2 separate regions of the Sus scrofa genome follow, and region 1 is linked to region 2. Evidence: chromatin contacts called from public HiChIP or PLAC-seq data. All regions are on one chromosome and are shown on one strand. Each heading gives the region's core, a stretch centred on a gene start, on an enhancer-like site or on the middle of the called end of the contact. The rest is flanking DNA. Distances are from core to core; before and after follow the strand shown. Region 1 overlaps GCNT1 (beta-1,3-galactosyl-O-glycosyl-glycoprotein beta-1,6-N-acetylglucosaminyltransferase). Region 2 overlaps LOC110255722 (a long non-coding RNA gene).

The links. HiChIP or PLAC-seq counts read pairs in DNA pulled down with a chosen protein or histone mark.
Region 1: a contact with region 2 is called in an H3K27ac HiChIP or PLAC-seq map of alveolar macrophages. The contact joins two enhancer-like sites. A contact is called at or near these places in 1 of 5 promoter capture datasets (liver) and 1 of 2 datasets of contacts at active chromatin or transcription factors (alveolar macrophages).

The regions. Positions count from the first base shown.
Region 1 is chr1:229,571,703-229,574,531 of Sscrofa11.1, reverse strand. All of the region lies in intron 3 of GCNT1 (beta-1,3-galactosyl-O-glycosyl-glycoprotein beta-1,6-N-acetylglucosaminyltransferase), which reads right to left. Among named protein-coding and RNA genes, the nearest start is that of GCNT1, 140 kb to the right of the region's middle. Within about 2 kb of position 1,536, at least 6 of the 83 cell types and tissues checked have an H3K27ac peak or open chromatin away from gene starts, as enhancers often do. A contact at or near this core is called in alveolar macrophages, where this site is marked.
Region 2 is chr1:229,418,752-229,421,542 of Sscrofa11.1, reverse strand. All of the region lies in intron 2 of LOC110255722 (a long non-coding RNA gene), which reads left to right. Among named protein-coding and RNA genes, the nearest start is that of GCNT1, 8.9 kb to the left of the region's middle. Within about 2 kb of position 1,297, at least 10 of the 83 cell types and tissues checked have an H3K27ac peak or open chromatin away from gene starts, as enhancers often do. A contact at or near this core is called in alveolar macrophages, where this site is marked.

The DNA of each region.
Region 1 (2,829 bases), core at 287-2,786, 150 kb before region 2:
TCCTCCTCTTCTCTCAGATACGGCTATTTTATACCATCCTCTGCCTTACTCCATCTCTAGCTCCTTCCAAGTTTTCCATTGCTTATCTCTGCTCAGTTTACCTTTAGTTTCTACTTTTTATTTGGAAATCAGCTCAAACTTGCAGGAACAGTATAAGAAATGATCTTTCCTGAAATAAGAGAAAGTTGTCTACATAATGCCTCCTCACCCCTGCACATTTAGTATATTTCCTACAAACCAGGACATTCTCCTGGTAACCTAATACAACTATCAAAACCAGGAAATGAATATTGAAACAATACCACCCTTTAATCCAAAGAGGCCATTCAAGTTTAACCCACTGAAATATATCCTTTAAAGCAAAAGGATCCAGTACAGAACCAGATGTGGCATTTAGTTGACATGTCTTGAGTTTCCTTCAATTTAGGACAAGTCTTCAGTCTTTTTTTGTCTTTAATGATGCTGATGACACTTAAGAAGAGCCCTCACAGTATTCTGTAGATTGTTGCTTGATTTGGGTTTCCTTGTTGGATTCACTTATTCATTGCTGACATGTACAACTCAGAACTGATTTGTGTTTTTCTCATTTTATCCTGGTAATATTCATGTGAACACCTGATGAAGGTGCTATCTAAAGAGCTTTTAATGGGGACATGTCAAAGAACACTGAAGCCAGATTGATGGGGTTCCCACTGGCCAGATTTGGGACAATTTGAGGAGCAAAAGAAATAATCATGCTAACAGATTATAACCTATTGAATAAAGATTCCATGAGTTCACATTATACTGTATTAATTAATTGATCAATTGATTATAGTTTGATGGTTTGCTGGGGGTAGGGAGAGGGAGTGGGATGGACCGGGAATTGGGGGTTAATAGATGCAAACTATTGCCTTTGGAATGGATAAGCAATGAAATCCTGCTGTATAGCACTGGGAACTATATTTAGTCACTTAGAGTATGATAATGTGAGAAAAAGGAATGTTTATGTGTATGTGTGACTGGGTCACCTTGCTGTACAGTAGAAAATTGACAGTACACTGTAAACCAGCTATAATGGGAAAAAAATTAAAATCATTAAATAAAAAGTAGCAAAAAAAATTTCAATGAACAGCAGGATAGTTGTTCACTCTAAGCACCCCCCTAACACTTATTAATTGCGGTGGGGGGGAGTATTTTTACAGCCAGAGAGACTCATAACAAAGCTTTTCTATTTGAAAACCCTATAGAGAAGGAATTTCCAATGATTTCTAATATAAAAATTATTTGCACATTTTATATTTAAAATTATTTCCTCATTGGAATAACAATGTCCAAAAGTCCATACTGGTTATCCATCATTTTCTTAGAAGCAGAATGAGCAAGCTTTGTATAGTTTCATATTGGTTATTAGCCATCATTGGAAGTAATTCATGATCATTTTCTAAAAATTGGAAAATACAGGAGAATAGAAAGAAGAGGAAAGGAAAATAGTCTGTCCTGCTATCACCACCTGAACAAAAGTGAAATAACACTGTGGTAGGAACTTGATGCTTACGTGACATATTCAAGATCACACAGCTGGTGAATCACAGCACTGGGACAGTCACACAGACCAATGGTCCTTGCATATCTGAATTTTTCTGATAATGATCACTGATATCTCTTGTTCTAATTGATTTTCTCAACACATAAAATAAAACAGCTTCATTTTCTTCTATGCGGTACTTGCTTATTAAAAAATAAACAAAATTGAAAGTATAGGAGAGTAAAAAAAAAAAAAAATCACCCAGTATTACCACTCAATCACACCACCATTTATTAATACATTTTAATACATTTGGGAAATCTTTCCAGATGCATCTTTATGAATTTAATAAATATATAAAGAGAATGGTAGAATTTGTGTTCTGATCATCTTTCCATGTCCAGAAATCCTTTTGATAATTTCCTAGAAGTATTATACTACCTCACTTGAAAAAAATTTAAGTTGTCGATAAACATTATTAAACCACCTAAGGAATAATTATTACTAATTTAGACTCTCACTATGTGAGACTATGTTTTTCTCCACATGTGCTGTCAAAGATAAGTACAGCTGGGTACCAGTTAAAATGTTAAGGACAGATTTTAATAAGTAATATGCTATTAAAATAGGGAAGGCGATTCAGTGTAAACTGAACTCAACTCTGATTTGTACAGAGATGACTGCATGTTTTAAAGGGAAAATGAAGGAGGAGAGAGGAGGGGAGGCTGGGGTTCAGGAGAGTCAGGGAAGTGAAAAATTACAAAGAGTGGGTCAGGGTGAATGCTGATGAGGATAGCTGGCTCTGCTAGCTGGCCATTATTGAAACTAGGGTTCTATCCTTCCACAGAGGTTAGGAAACAGGCCCTATCCTTCCTGATGATTGCATTTTAATGGAATGTCTTCCAGGTCCTTGAAAAAGACACTCTGGAGTTGTAGGAGATACATAAACATCTCAAAGGGACAGAGGAAGGATTTGTAATAGAGAAAAACAAACCTGACTCTGTATTAGACAGTTCCTTTTATTTTAACCTTACTTTAGCCTTTGTCCTCTTGTCACTTGTGCTTAGTCATCCTGGCTCTGCACCTTTTGCAAAAGGATACTTCCTATAGCCTGAAATAAATAGGATAGCCTATTCTTAAGGCTGTAATCTTTAAGAGCATTACATTTTTGTTTATTTATTTTTGTCTTTTTAGGGCTGCACCTGTGGCATCTCAAAGTTCCCAGGCTAGGGCTGGAATCAGAGCTGTAACTGCCAGCCTACACCACAGAGACAGCAACGCTAGATCTGAGCCGCATCTGCGATCTACACTGCAGCCCACGG
Region 2 (2,791 bases), core at 48-2,547:
AGCATTATCATTGTAAAGGTTTGGGTCACTGCTGTGGTGTGGGTTTCATCCTTGGTCCTCCAACTTCCACAAGCTACAGTTGTGGCAAAAAAAAAAAAAAAAAGTCTGGTCCAGCTGGCTGCTTATCTAACTTCCTGATAGGCACACTTTCTATCCTTTCTGACTCTTCCACATGAAAGAAAGGCCCTTTTCTGCCTGATCTTTCTTCATAAGCTAGCAGATCTTAGAATTGGTGCACTCTCCCTATTACCATCTGCTCTCCCCCTAGTGCAATAAGCCCCTTCCCCGAATTGCAATAATCCTTTGGAATAAAGCCTCTCTTTATCGGGATTTGGTTTTTTGTTTGAGAGTTTTCTGGTGCTGTGACTTGGCTCAAGACCAGACCTCATGTACAGACCTCTTCCATCCCTACAATTCCTACATAAGTAATACTTCAGGGATTTGAAGAAATTGCTGAGTCCAGTTCTTGAACCAATGCTCTGGATGTCTTTTTGGTCAAATCACAGCAAGGGTTTTATTCTTTCCAGCAAAGAGAGAATCTTTTCAATTAAAATTTTCTTTGGCCCTCCTCTGAGTTCCCTTTTCTGTTCCCTTGGTTCCCATACCCAGGGGTTTTGCAAAGGTATTAGTCATTGGGACTCTTTGGCCACCTGGAGGCAGCAAGGCAGCTGAAACTGCAACCTATGACACATCTGCCACCCACTGTGCCGGAACAGGGATTGAACCAGCGTCCTTGTGCTCCAGAGATGCACCAACCCCACCAGGCCACAGCAGGGATTCCTAAAAAGTTTCTTTCTTTGGTTTAACTGTCAATCCCACAGGTAACTCTTACTCTATCAGGCACCCTCACTCTTCTCCTGCTGACTGCATGCCATTGTGTCCGAATTCATTTAACATCTTCCTGAAAATGATAAAATTTATCAAAAGCAATTTAGAACATCAGAGGCTTCTCTGGGAAACTTGGGATATCCCCACACCAGCTCATCTAGGCCCCCTCCCTTCTCATCATCCCCTGCTCCTCTCTACCATCTCAACCTTCCCTCGGCTGCCTTGAATCCTGACTGTCCCTGTTCAACTTCCTTCTCTCCTCCACTCATCCACCTTGGCAGTCCCCTCCCTACCACCTCACCCTCAGCTCCAGGTCCTTTGAGATTTAGGTCCCCTTCTGTTCTGCTCATGACCTGCCTCTTCACTCCCTTGATGAAGGAAGTCTCCCCTGCCCTAAAGCAAACAGAGGGTCAAATACACAACAGTCATACTAGACAGATGAAACTGATACCAGTTTATTAGTCACAGAGACCCAGCCTAGGGGAGGAGGACACTGCATGTCATTTTCGGCCACATGGGGGTTACACATAACATCAGAGTGAATCAGCAGGGGCTGTGGGAAGAGGCTTTGTGGTGGGGCATGAGGGATGTGTGGCCCTTGGTTTCCTTGGGAGTATGTGATCAGCTTATTTAAATGTTTGTGGGCTGGCAGGGAGGTAAGACTCCTTGAGAATCAGGAGGAGTGCATCTGGTCTGGCTCATAGAGGAGCTGACTGAGCAGTGGCGACAAAAGTAGGGGACAAGAATCAAAAGTATCAAGGCAGCACGTGACACATCAGGCTGTACGATACACTCTCCTCCCATCAGGAGCTCTGGGGAGGCTCAGGGACCCCAACAACAACCAATAACAGAAGTCACTAGAAACAGACTGTGCACTTTATCCACTTATATAGGCTTTAGAGGCACAGAGATGGCCACTTGGTTTTTGTTTTGTTTTGATTTGGTTTGGTTTTTGTTTCCTAATGTTCATTGCTATTATTATTGTTGTTGTTGTTGTTGTTGTTATTATTAAGTATAGTTGATTTACAATGTTTTGTCAAGTTCTGTTTTATAGCAAAGTGACCCAATTACACACATTTCCCTGTGCTGCACAGTAGGATCCCATTGCCCATCTATTCCAAATATAACAGTTTGCATCCCCCAAACCCACAAAATGCCCATCCATCCCACTCCCTCCCCTTACCGCCACCCCCCAACCCTGAGTCTGCTCTGCAACTAATGCCTTTTGCAGCAACATGGATGAATCTAGAGACTCTCATACTAAAGTGAAATAACCCAGAAAGAAAAAGACCAATACCATATGATATCACTTATTTGTGGAATCTAAAATATGGAACAGATGATCCTATCTAAAAACAACAAACAAACCAGCAAACAACAAGCAGAAACAGATCATGGCCAATTGGTCTTTCCTGAGTCCCTTGCCCAAAACATAGTCCACAGACTCTATAAGTTTACATATCCGGGCAGAAGCAATCTTAAGGATCTGCTCTACCAATATGTGTAGAGATGCTTAAGCCTTGTGTGGAGCAAGTAACCATCTGCTAGAAATAATCCTGTTAAAAATATAAAGGTGGGAAAGGATGAGAGCCACACTTTTACATGAATCAGTGACTTGAAGTTTTAACATTGAAGCTATAAACTCTCTATGTGTACCTGTCTCTAGGTATATATGTTTACATATCTGTAAGTATCTAGGTATTATACATGTACTATTTTCCTAAGTGCAGATGGTATTACCAAATTAGATGATAAAATTCCTTCAAGGTCCTCAATTTTGATTGACTTAGAAATAAGTGCTTATGTAAATTAAATAATCCTAAAATTCCCAGAAATTGAGTAAATTGAACTTCTGGTATTTTAAGTCTTAATACTTCTAGTATGAACTTCTAATACTCAATAAGAGTATTTTCAAAAGTACTCTTGTAGAAATGGAATACTACTCAGCCATAAAAAAGAATGA